Linked DNA regions of Sus scrofa: regions 1 and 2 are each linked to region 3. A link is a contact called in public HiChIP or PLAC-seq data. All regions are on one chromosome and are shown on one strand. Each heading gives the region's core, a stretch centred on a gene start, on an enhancer-like site or on the middle of the called end of the contact. The rest is flanking DNA. Distances are from core to core; before and after follow the strand shown.

Region 1 (3,930 bases), core at 1,191-3,690, 480 kb before region 3:
ACACTAAAATGCATGTTTTTTCTTTTCTTTAATGTTGTTTTTTTGAATGTTGGACTATGTCAACATACTATCCTTTTACAAAATTAAATGAAAAACAGTAAATGAAAGATTCAAGGATTTTCTGTTGTGGCTCAGTGGACTAAGAACCTGACTAGTATCCATGGGGATATGGTTTCAATCCCTGGCCTCACTCAGTGGGTTAAGGATCTGGTGTTGCCACAAACTGCAGCGTAGTTGAATATGTGGCTCGGATCTGGTGTTGCCGTGGCTGTGGCATAGGCCTTAGCTGCAGCTCCAATTTGACCCCTAGCCAGAGAACTTCCATATGCCACAGGTGTGGCCTAAAAGGGAGGGAAAAAAAAAAAGCAAGCTTCATTAAAGAGCACTTGACATTCAATAAAAAGTTACTGAGGACCTATCATGTGGCGGGCACTGTTTTCAGAACTGTGACCTGAAGGTAGTGCCACATCTTATAAGTTGTGATGTAAAGCTGAAGAGTTTGTGATTGTCCTCAGTCACTAAGCCAGTCTTCAGATGCCATTATGTCCACCCCACAGTTTTCTTTTGTCCCATTAGCTCATATCCATGACCTCAATGTTGTAAAAATATTCCCCGAGTGATTGAGGTCTAGAAAAAACTTGATGTCTGTGTTCTTTTTTTTTTTTTTTTTTGGTCTTTTGTCTTTTTTGTTGTTGTTGCTATTTCTTGGGCCGCTCCCGCGGCATATGGAGGTTCCCAGGCTAGGGGTTGAATCGGAGCTGTAGCTGCCAGCCTACGCCAGAGCCACAGCAACGCAGGATCCGAGCCGAGTCTGCAACCTACACCACAGCTCACGGCAACGCCGGATCGTTAACCCACTGAGGAAGGGCAGGGACCGAACCCGCAACCTCATGGTTCCTAGTCGGATTCGTTAACCACTGTGCCACGACGGGAACTCTTCTGTGTTCTTCGCTGTATATTCTCTGTATATGTTTTCACATCTTGGTCATCTTTCTTTTTGAATGTGTTGTTTAATGTATTTTTGCAGACAGTGAACAAAATAGATAAAAATCCCAGTGACTTTACATTCTAGTGGTGATCAGGAGAAGACTGAGAAGGTGACATTGAGCACAGACGTGAAAGGTATGCCTTGTCAGAATCTGTGATTATGCTTGTAGGTTCATAGTAATTGCTATTAATGCTGCCCTCAGCGTGATTGCAAAACATTACACATGCACAGGCACACACATATTTATCATTATATATGGGTATAATAATGCCTTCATTACCTAAGGGCTACCCCATCCTGCCAGTGGCATAAGAATCTGATAATGACGATGGGTTTGAATGGAGTAAACCTCTTTTTGTGTCTCTCTTTTTTAAAATTAGGGCTGCACCCATGGCATTGGAGGTTCCCAGGCTAGGGGCTAAATCTGAGCTATAGCTGCTGGCCTCCACCACAGCCACAGCAACACCAGGTCCTTAACCCACTGAGCGAGGCCAGGGATCGAACCTGAATCCTCATGGATGCCAGTCAGATTCATTTCCACTGAGCCACGAAGGGAACTCCTTTTTGTCTCTTGCTCAGGCCCCAGTAAACAAGGACACAGACGACATTTGCTAGGCTTCCGACTCAAATTGAGAAGGTGAACCTCTGGTCGTGGGGGCTTAGTCCTCTTTCCAGATGAAGCTAAGTATTCCATAAAATTAAAGCCTTGGCTTTTTAATATCTTATTCTACCGACTAGAGTAAATAACATACTCAAAAAGAAAGACATCCAAGATATGAAAACATATCAGTGAACATACAGAGAAGAAAAAAACATTAAATTATAGCTAGATGTTAAGGGCCATGGGATTAGATATGAGTTGAGTGGCGTTTGAAGAGTGGTTCATGCATGTGTGAAGATACCAATTCTTTAGCTTTAGATCACAACTTAAATAATCTGGTGCCTGTTTCCTGTGTTCCTACAGTACCTGTGCTCTCTTTTATCCAAGCTCCTCCTGCATTTCCCCCCTTTTTGTAATTGTTTACTAAGTGCTGAGCTCCTTAGAGGGAAGCACTGTACATATTTCTTTCACATCCCCAGCACTTAGCATGGCCAGCCCTGACATTTAGAAGCTCTTAATAAGTGTTTTTTGAAAGACTGGTGGAGACATGCCCTGTGAAACAAGAAAATGGATAATACTGTAGATACCACTTTGGTTTGGGGGGATTTACAGTCCAGACCTGCTTTGTTTTCCAGTTAGGTGGGTGGATAGACTGCTGGGTGGTTTCCATAACTGTTAAGATTTCCTGCTCCCAGTTAGCTTGCATTCTATGTGCACACACAAGGCAGCTGGCTCAGCACAGCTGCCTGTGACAGTTCTCTTCTCCCTGCCAACTGGGTAGGCTCTACCATCAGTCTGTCCCAGAGTCTCCTACACCCTGTGATACAACAGTAATTCAATCCTCTTTCGCAGATTTCTCTGATCTCCTGCCCTGTGTTCTCCTCACTTCTGTTCCTTGCTGTCTGAGCTGCTCAGGCTTCAGCAGCCATGTGGACTAAAGCAAAAGTGAGTTCATCCACAGAGCATGTGCCCAGGCAGCCAAATCTTCCAGGTTTGAATAAAATGACCCAGTCTATTTGGCATTCACTGGGCAGTCACAGAGGGACATGGCCATTCTGGGATGTCCCTCAACAGGGCAGATGCTGCCCCTGCCAGACTGGCCAAGAGTCTTTGAACGGGGTTCCTGGTGGGAGGCATGGGCGATCAAAGGCCACCTTCCCTCCCCGACCTCCACACCTTATTCTACTAACACTGATTTTACTGTAATAATGAATTCCCAATAGGAATTTCAATTCCCAATTCCACTTGGATTCTTCCCAAATAGAAGTCCTTCACCTGGTCTATAGCTGCAAATTCAAAAGACTCAAAACTGCAGCTTTCACAGACAATGGACTATTTTATTTCTAGGGGGTAAAGAATTGGCACTGGCTAATGAGTTATATTCTGATGTACAATGCCCTCTGATTGTGTATTATATATTAGCACTCTGGACTTGAAAGAGACAATTGTGTAATGTTTGCCCATTAATTGAGAATAATCATCTCAGCTGCACAGTATTGCATACCAGCCAAGCTTGTCATTCTCATATCCAACAGCTTTTAATTGTTGTGTTGCCCTTTAACGGCAACCTTTCTCAGAGTTTGGAGAACAAAAACAGAGACCTACCTAAATATCAGCTCCTTCCCACCCTGAGAGAAAAGAATCCATTTAGTTGGAAAGGATTTGAGTGTTCTAATCCCCAGAGAGGGATCATGCCTTCGCAATTTCCATTATCCATCAAGTCTAAATGCTGAGGCCATGGGCTTGCTTCTTCCTAATAAAGTTAGGAAATGTATCAGACAAGAAAGGGGCTTATATGATTATACAGTAAGCTGGAGACCAAAATAGAAGAAATGCCTTAAAATTAATTGTTAGCATCCTTTTGAATGCAAGTAACAGAAAATTTGACTCAAACTGTCTTAATTAAAAAAAAAAAAATGTATTGGCTCACATAACTGAAAAGTCCCAGCATGGAATTGCTTCAGCACATTTAGATTGCAGGGCTCAAAAATATTTATGAGCTTTGGTCCCTTGGTCCCCGTATCCTGGCCCTTCTCTCTTCTCCTGCTGCCTTCTCAGGTGGGCCCTCTCTCCTCTGGCAAGAGGGCAGCTGGCAGCTCTGCTCTAGGCTCACAGCTCTAGTCCCAAGACTGAATTTCATTGGACTAACTTGGATCATGCTCCTTATTCAAAACCAATCATGGCAGCCAAGGGGAATGGAGCATGCTGATTGGCCAGGCCTGGATCACACTCAGCCTTGAAAGTGAAGGGTTGGGTCAGATCCAACAACCTGAACCACATGAACAAGCGCTAGAAGGTGGTGATAATTCCCTAAGGAAAAAAATAGTCAGTGTTACCAGAA
Region 2 (4,427 bases), core at 418-2,917, 440 kb before region 3:
TGGTGTCCAGCTGGGACTATGTTTGGGCAGCCTGGGCCTTCCCCCCCCCTCCCGCCCAGTTTCTGGGGGCCAGGACCTGTCTGGTGAGCAGGATGGCCGTGTCAAAGTGCTCAGGGTGCCGGTCACTGGGCTGGTTGAAGCGCCGCTGCCAGCTGCAGAAGTTGCGCAGCGTCAGCCCGCCGTTGTCGGACACCTCCGGGCCCCACTTCTCGTCCTCCACGATCAGCACTTTCACCACCATCAGGTTGATGGAGTTCCTGATGCTGGGGTGCTTGTAGATGCGGGCTGCCATGGACATCAGCGTCAGGATGTGGTTCTGGGGAAGGAGGAGTGGAGAGTGAGGAGTAAACCTTCCAGCCCTATCGTCACCCTGAGTCATGCACTCTGAGTGCTCGGCTCTGCACTTGACCTTGGTAAACGGCATCTTGGTGAAGACTCACAAAACCCCCAGGGCCCCAGCATTATTTCCCTTCACCGTGCAAGTAAGAGACTGGCCCACCATCCCAGAGCTAATGAATGTGCAGCTACGTGTGAACCCAGAACTCCTGATTCCAAAGCTTGTGCATTCAACATCCTGACCAGCCATGTGTGGCCATGGATAGCTAAATCCACTAAAATTCAATAAAATTAATATCATAATTTCCCTGCCACACTGGCCACATTTCAAGCGCATCATGAGCCACCTAGGGCTTGTGGCTACTGCGTTGGATGGAGCGGACAGAATGTTTCCATCACCACTGAAAGTTCTACTGGACTGCACTGGTTATTTCTAACCTTGACACCCACCCTCTCCCTGCCAGCCACCTGCCCTCTCTCTGCTCTTGGCCCAGCAGCAACTATCTGAGTGCTCAAGGTTGGTAGAATTTCCCTCTTAGAAATTTCCTGATGTCTGCTGGGGTGAGCCCTACTCTCCAGGATGGGAATGCTTCCTTAACAGTCACTTCTGACAACAGTTCCCTATTGAGGTGAGCACCTCATTGAGTGCTCACACAAACTCTGGGAAGTGGGATTGTCATCGCCACTTCACCAGGGAGGAAGCAGGGCTTCACGCAAGCTAAACAGCCTGTCTCAGGTGGCGCAGCTCCTAAAGCTGGGGTGCCAGCCCAGGCCTGCCTGTTTCCAAGTCTACGTTCTTCTCACTAGCTTTCCAGCGCTGGCCTCCTGGCTCCTGCCTGGATAGCCTTGAAGGGTGAACTCCTGTCTGGGGCATGAGAAAATATGGGCCACAGTGAAACCCAGGTTCCCAGGCCCCCACTGCTTCCATCCCACTGAGGCCAGCTGAAGGGGTTGACTTGGTGTTTGGCCTCTGCTCTGCCCCTGGGCTTCCAGCTGTTCCCCAGCTTGAGGGGAGGCTGGATTAGGGCTCACTCTGCTGCCTCGGGGACCTTGAGACGTCAGTCCTCTCTTGGATGACTTTGCAGAGCCAGAGACAAAGGGGGCAGGGGCCTGCAGGCCTTTGGCCAGCAGTGTGGGCAGCCCTGCTCCCTGTTCCCTAGGGCACCACCTCCTGGAGCCTCTCTTTCTTCCCTCCTGTGGTCTGGAAGGTGGGAGTAGAAGAAGGGAAGAGAAGGATGAAAGGCTAGAGAGGGACATTCCATGGGCTGAGGCCATGTGTGGGAGTTCCAGACAAATCCCAGTATTTGTGAATGGGATCTGTCTGTTCACCTCGCAGGCAACAAGCCAGATATTTTGTAAGCCCTACAAACAGGGGTTGGCAGGTTACTGAGCAAGTCAAGCACTCCAGCTATGTTTAGGCTGATGTAAACACCTTATCAGCAAAGCTGAAACTTGGCACTCGCTCCTGGAGCTGGATTCCTAAGGGAAACACAAGCAATCACATCATTATGCAATTGGGGGTGAGGGCTGAGGAGTGGCAGCTTGCTGGGGCTACTTCCTCCACTGCTTCTTGTGGGGCAGGAAGAGTCTCCCAGTCTCCTGCCCTAGGAAGGAGCAGGGCCAGCCCTTGGAACTTCTTCTGAGACAATCTGCATCTCTCCTCACCAGAGGGCTTCCTTTGAGTGCCAACTCCACCAGGAGAGATGATGGGGAGATGATGTCTTACACAGCAGGTGTGAAGAGAAGAGATGCCAGCTGCTCAGGGCTTGGACTGAAAGTAAGGAACCAAAGACCTAAGGTTTAAGATGGGCCCGGTTCCTAAGCTGCCCGATCGGTCAGACTGAGCAGAAACGGTGCAATGGGCATGTCCCCACTGGAAACCAAAGGCTCAGGGTGCACACTGCTGCACGGAGCGTCCCGTGGCGGGGTGCTCCTCAGCGCCGAGGTTCTCAGTCCCCTCCTTTGTGTTCAGGGAGCTCAAAGCATCTCCTTCAGACATGGAGTAAAGTTGGACTGAGCCAGCCTGAGAGTTGTTTTCTCTGAGGCAGTGGGTTAGATGTATGGATGTCTGAAGGTCCATCTGGCCTCTTTCTCAGAAGATAATTTCCATTGCAAGAGAGCTGCCAGGACTGTGTCTTCCAGAGTTTTCTGTTAAAGTCCCCAGTCCTGGTCTGACTCCCCTCTCCTCCTCTCTCGTCCCACTGAGCACTGGGGGATGGGAAGCCCTGCTCCTCAGCTCCTCTGAGGAACAGTGGCAGGAGTGCCCATGCATCTGAGTTTCCTGGAGGAAGGGCCACTGGGCCTGGGCAGGTGGGCCGCCTTGAGTCTGAGCCCAGCTTCTCAGCCCATCTCCTGGGTCAGGAGGGCAGGCCCGACTTTCAGTTCCACAGACGCGGGCCCAGGAGCCGGTCAAGAGGTCAGCTGTCTCGCTCCATCACCTGGTGTCTATCTACAGCTCTCTGTGACCACCCCAGTGTGGGCTGTGGGCTACAGTTGGGAACCCCCCCACAGACAACTTCGCACAACCAGGATATTGGGTGGGGCCCGTGGCCAGCTCGGCTGGGGTGGTCACACAGCCCTGCTCTTGAATGACCTGGGCATCGCCTGCCCTTGATTCTTATTAGGAAATGCAGGTACTTTTCAGGGAGTCTCCTTCACTGGTCACCCTGGGACTTGGAGGAGAGAAAAAACACCCCACCAGCTAGGCTAGGGCGAAGCCCTCTGATTTTCTGAGATATAAACAAGGAGGATCCTCCCTCGGAACTCCCACACAGCCAAGGCTAACTGTAGTGGGAATCTGGGGAAGGCTGGGCCTGGGCCAGAGGCATCTCCCGCAGCTCCTTCTGCTCAGAATGTCATCCCTACACTCTGCTCATTTGCTCTTCATTCCGTGGGTCCAGCGCTCTCCTCGCAGCACGCCTGGGGGAGGAAGAGTAGTAGCATAGCAACCTCTTGAGCTCAGCAACGGTCTGTCAGTTTCCCATCTGGCATCTCTTGGCGGGGGTGGGGTGGGGAGGTGGTCTGAGATGGCTGGGGAGGGGGAGGGGGCAAAGGGAGAGGAAAGAAGAGATGGAGAAAAGAGAGGGTTCTGGCATGGCTGTCCTTCATCCTTCCTTGTTCTGCAAGCAGCGGAGGGGCGAGGCTCCCTCTCCAAAGCACACAGTTGCCAGAACCACAAGGAGTTGAACTTACATAGTCTGGGCTGAGGGAGCTGAAAGCAGGCTCTCTGCTGCACAGGACAGCACAGCAGACACAGCGCTGGCTGGCTGGCTGTGATGGCGTGTGACCGCCCTGCCCTCCTACCGTGACAAATGCATCATCCAAGGCAACTCCAGCATTAGCTACGCTTTGCCGAGCACCTACTGTGTGCCACCTCTGGGTCGAGTGCTTTCCGTATCTTACCATCTCCTCCAGACAATGCTGGGACATTGATATAGCTGTTCCTGTCAGGCTGGTGAAGAAGTCTAGGTGCAGAGAAATGGGTAACTTGCTCAAGGTCACTCATTTCCACTTCTCGTCAAAGTCTATATTGCTTTATCACAGCACTGACTGCCACTCATTTTTGCTGCTGCAAGGAAACCACAGCGAAGCCCAAAGAAACCCAAAGCATGCAAACAAGCCAGCGTGCCCCTGACATTGCGCCTCACCCTCCCCACCCCCGCACCCCCGCCCTGCCTCCTACCCGGCTTTGGGGGGAGTGATAGATCAAAGACCGTTGAATACTAGGGCCTTTTCTTTGGGAAATACTTCATACAGTTGATCATTCTGATGGCTGCAGACAGAGATGGAGAGGACTCAGTCTTTTGCCAGTGGGGGAACCTACTTCACACGCATGCAACATTCGTCTTCCACCCATGAAGACTTGAGCACGCATCTGTTTCTGTTATTATCCAAACTAGGACACTTTTGAGAGTGCAAAAGGAGGCTGTTAATTATTATGCCAGAACAGGCTTAGACTGGGGTAGTGCTGGGCAATGTGAGGGTATGAGGTACTTTAGAATTAGGGCTTTTGCGGGACACCTTCTCAAACCCAGAGGATAAGGGTAAGGGGGAGACGAAATGGCTATCACTGAGCCCTTCCCTGAAACCAC
Region 3 (4,186 bases), core at 945-3,444:
ATGTACACGGCTAAGTGCCTACAACAGAAAGGTAAGTAAGATATAGTCCCTGCCCTCACTATGCTTACTGTCTGAAACCGTCCTCAAAAACTGTCTTAGGGTCCTCTTTGTGTTACAGATAGGCAAGAGATACCAATAATTTGACCTGGAAAAAAGGTTTTAAATGTCATGGTATTCTGTTTTTTTCTTTTGGGCTGCACCTGCAGCATATGGAAGTTCCCAGGTAGGGGTCGAATCAGAGCTACAGCTGCTGGCCTCCTCCACAGCCCCAGCAACGCTGGATCTGAGCCACGTCTGCGACCTACACCACAGCTCAGTGGTAACACTGGATCCTTTAACCCACTGAGCAAGGCCAGGGTTCAAACCCATTATCTTCATGGATACTAGTCGGGTTTATTAGCACTGAGCCACAAGAACTCCTGTTTTTTTTCTTACCTGCTACCAACTCTGTTACCTTTGTTTGAGTGTATGAGAATGGAAGAGCATGCACCACACTCAGAAGTGCAAAAACACACATGCACAGGCACATAGCCAGGGAGCTACCGCCAACCTGTTACAGCCTCAAAGATGCATTCATGTAGAAGCTGTCCGTACATGACAGAGAAGGCAAGATGTCTTTATCCTAAGGTGGGTGCAGAATAAGAAACACCTAAGAAATAGAACAGCCAGGCCACTCATCTAGCTGGAGACTGTTGGGGCCCATCCTGGCCCAGTCTGTGGAAGTCAAGAGCTTCCTCTTTTCAAGGTCTAGTGGAAGAGTCATGGGACAAGTAGCATTCCTCTTCCTCAAGGAAAAATGATACAACATGAGCATGATACAATCTGCAGCGGAACACAGATTTCACTCCTTCAGATGAGCCTGGGTTGAGAATCAGAGGGGCAGGAGATAATTGGAGATAATTGGATAATTAGTTTGAGGTAATTTTGTATCTTGGGCTCTTGCAAAAGTATGCATTTTTCTACAGAAGCTGTGCATTGAAAGAGACCAGGTATAAGATACTATAAGGCACCAGAGCTGAACTGAAAGAAAATTTATGGAGCAAAGGAAAAAAGCCATAATCTGTGCTTCCTGAGAAACTCTGACTCTTAACTTGGATAATCTTTTTCTGATTGGGAATGGGATGTAGAATACAGATACCAAAACAGACTGTATAATTTCTAATCCAGGAGTGCCTTAAGAATAAAAAACAAATGGAAATGAATTTAGATGCTATCATCAAAAGCGTGTGCCTCTGAGGCCAGCTAGATGAAAAGAGAGATTAGATGGAACTAAGACCCCGGGACTTTCAGGTGAAGCCCATTCTAGTGGCACTGCTTTGCGAGGAAGGCCAGCAGTGGGGAGTCAGGATGGAGGGTAGAAAGGGCGTGGGCTTTGGGGCCAGGATGACGTCAGGGCACTCGTGGGGGTGGCATTCCCTACCTCTATGATTCTGGGAAGGTTATTTAACCTAAATATCACTTTCCTCACTTATAAAAACATATGTCTGTCTCATAGAATTGATCTGCACCTTAATGTATCAAGTATATAGCTGCTTACTTGGTACAGTTAGTAGTTAATAAATGTCAGTTCCCTTTCTGTTCCAATTGCTCATGCATCTTTTTGGTGGTGGGCCTGGAGCCTCCTGTAAGACACAACCAATGTCAGAGAGACCCTTTTATCTATCTGCTGCTTAGACGTGTCCACCGAGAGAGAGGCCCCTGAACGGATTCCACTCAGAGAACACCCACGATTCTGGAGTGACCTAAGAGAACAGCAGAAGGCAGAAGACTGCCAGCGCGGCACTCCTGAGTGGTCCCGCACTCTGTCCATAAACCTTCTCCTGACCTTTCTGGAGAGATGGTTTGTAGAGACCTCTTTTCTAAGAAAATGATTCTGTGGCCTGGCACCAGGTCCAGAGCTGGCTGTTTCATTTCTTCCTGGACCCAGGGCTTGCTCTACAACTTAAGCTCACACATTCTTTTTTCCTTCTCTCTACGTCCTGACTTCACGTACTTTTCTACTCTCCTTTGCCCACAGATCACAGAACTTTCTTTTTCCCAACTCTCTTGCCATGCTACTCCATTCCCGTGTGCCCTCCACACACACACACACACACACACACACACAAACTCACTCACTCACTCGCACTCACTCTTTGAGAAATCCTGACGCAGATGCCAGGAATGTGTCTGCTGCCCTTTTGACACAGAGTCTGATGCCATCCTCGGGGCCGTGGGGAGGGCAGAGCCACGGGACGTGGCATTCGTGTACTCTACTGCTAGCCTGGCTCATATTTTTATCGTGGCTTTGCTCTGGGCATCCAGGCAGGGAACCGGGCCAGCTGCTTCTCATTCCTTCACTCTACATCAGGACTCCATAATAGTCTTACCTCTTACCTTGGCTGGATCTTCCTGCCCCAAACCTTCTACCATCAATGGAGCACAGTACATCTATCCTCTTTCCCTTGACCCAGTCAAGGTCTGGGTACGTGTCCAAGTTCCTAAACCTGATTCTGATGCCTGCAGGGGTACTGTCAGTCTCTCCTGTTTTCGGACACGAGCGGTCTCATAAGCTGGACGCACGCCTTGGCTTAGACTGCTCCCCCCACTCCTCTCCCCGCCCTTTGACTCTAAGTCCAAGTAAGGAGTGCTCCTTGGACTCCTTGGATGTTCCCAGCAAAGAAGCTGACACATGAGGTCAGGCGCGCATGCGTGCAAAGCTTCCCTTTGACTTAACAATGCCTTTTTTGGGCATCTAACTTCTCTTTGGGCCCCCTTCCCCCACTCTCCACGCCATCAACAATCAACGCAGATTTATGTAGCCTGGCTCAGATCAGAACTCTTCCAACCTTGGCTTACAAGGAGGGGTCATGAGGTTGAATTTACTCTCGCTCTTTTTTTTCCCTTGCAGGCCAGAGATAGAGAGGGAGGGGGGCCGAGGGGGGAGGGAGAGAGATGGTGCATATCAAGAGGGAAGAAGTGAGACAGTGCACGCCCCCGTGTGGTCCCTGGCACCCCAGGCAGTTATGTGTATAGGTCATTTAAGGGAGCAAGGAGAACAGACAAAGCTGGAAGCAAGAGGAATTAACTTATCTTCTTGGATGATAACACTGGAGGATGGAAAATGCTGACATTTTAAAAAGGGGATGCCTCTAAATCTACAGGGCTGGACCATCCCCAATGCCCACTGTAGTGGGTTCAAGATAACCAGAGTAGTGGCAGTGGCTACCTGGGGCATCAGCACCAACTCTCCTTCCCTTTAAAGTGCAGAACTTAAGGCAAGAGAACCCAGGTGCTCTGCAAAGGGATACAGCTCAGCACCTGTGGTTTCCGAGAGAGAACAAACAGACTGCCTCCCGGGCAGCAGCCATGGGGACAGTCTCAGAAAGGCCAACCCTGACCGGCTGGGTCCAGCCCCACCTCTCTGGGGGTAGCTGACAGGTGGAGGGAGAGGCGCTGCAGCTTTGGGGAGAGATCACATTCCAGCTTCTTTGCTTACCGAAGCAAACAAAGCCAAAGAATGCGGCACTGCATGAACCTCTTTTTAAAAATAAAAAATGCAAGCTGTCCAGGGAGCAAGTAACATGGGCTGACTTCAGGATGCTGCAGGGCACTCTGAGTTTTGCGTGAGTGTGCATATATGGAAATGTAGTTTTCATTTTACACACTGACTGATAACTTTCCTCTTGGGGAATTTTACCGCTCTGGGTCAAAGATTTGGGGGGGCTGGCTTTCATCCTTTCAAATTGGGGCAAAAGTCTGATCCCAAGAGACCATCTCCACAGCTAACATCAGATAAACCTGGGTTCGAACTGTGTCTGTGGTACACTTCTTAGCTCTGTGACCCTGACTCAATGACCACAATTCTTGGTAAGTCTTAGTTTCCTCATCTTTGAAATGGGGATCCTAATACCCCTTTCATAGGGCTTTTGAAGGGATTAAATAATCGGCTTGTTGTGTTTAGCACAGGGTCTACACCAAGGAAACTCTCAACAAATACCTGCTGGATGATAAACCCTGAAGAGGATAAGATCATTGATGTCTACACCGTGAACCCTGAACCAAGCCCGATTGTTTCGTGGGAACCTCATACAAGGGCACTTGCTGGTATGAGAGTGTGGGCCACCACAGATCCTCTCAGCCTCTGGAGGGGCACTGGGACTCCTTCAGATAGCCACGACTCCTGGATGCTATCTTGGGAAGCTTC

The links. HiChIP or PLAC-seq counts read pairs in DNA pulled down with a chosen protein or histone mark.
Region 1: a contact with region 3 is called in an H3K27ac HiChIP or PLAC-seq map of skeletal muscle. The contact joins two enhancer-like sites.
Region 2: a contact with region 3 is called in an H3K27ac HiChIP or PLAC-seq map of skeletal muscle. The contact joins two enhancer-like sites. A contact is called at or near these places in 2 of 47 Hi-C or Micro-C datasets (embryonic fibroblasts and heart right ventricle) and 1 of 2 datasets of contacts at active chromatin or transcription factors (skeletal muscle).

Annotation. Positions count from the first base shown.
Region 1 is chr9:57,057,736-57,061,665 of Sscrofa11.1, forward strand. No RefSeq gene overlaps it. Among named protein-coding and RNA genes, the nearest start is that of ZBTB44, 41 kb to the left of the region's middle. Within about 2 kb of position 2,441, at least 11 of the 83 cell types and tissues checked have an H3K27ac peak or open chromatin away from gene starts, as enhancers often do. A contact at or near this core is called in skeletal muscle, where this site is marked.
Region 2 is chr9:57,101,559-57,105,985 of Sscrofa11.1, forward strand. It overlaps ADAMTS8 (A disintegrin and metalloproteinase with thrombospondin motifs 8), which reads right to left. Exons shown (of 9, transcript XM_003130083.4): 2 at 77-316. Among named protein-coding and RNA genes, the nearest start is that of ADAMTS8, 9.3 kb to the right of the region's middle. Within about 2 kb of position 1,668, at least 14 of the 83 cell types and tissues checked have an H3K27ac peak or open chromatin away from gene starts, as enhancers often do.
Region 3 is chr9:57,536,302-57,540,487 of Sscrofa11.1, forward strand. The region is part of intron 8 of SNX19 (sorting nexin-19); the gene reads right to left. Among named protein-coding and RNA genes, the nearest start is that of SNX19, 20 kb to the right of the region's middle. Within about 2 kb of position 2,195, at least 18 of the 83 cell types and tissues checked have an H3K27ac peak or open chromatin away from gene starts, as enhancers often do. A contact at or near this core is called in skeletal muscle, where this site is marked.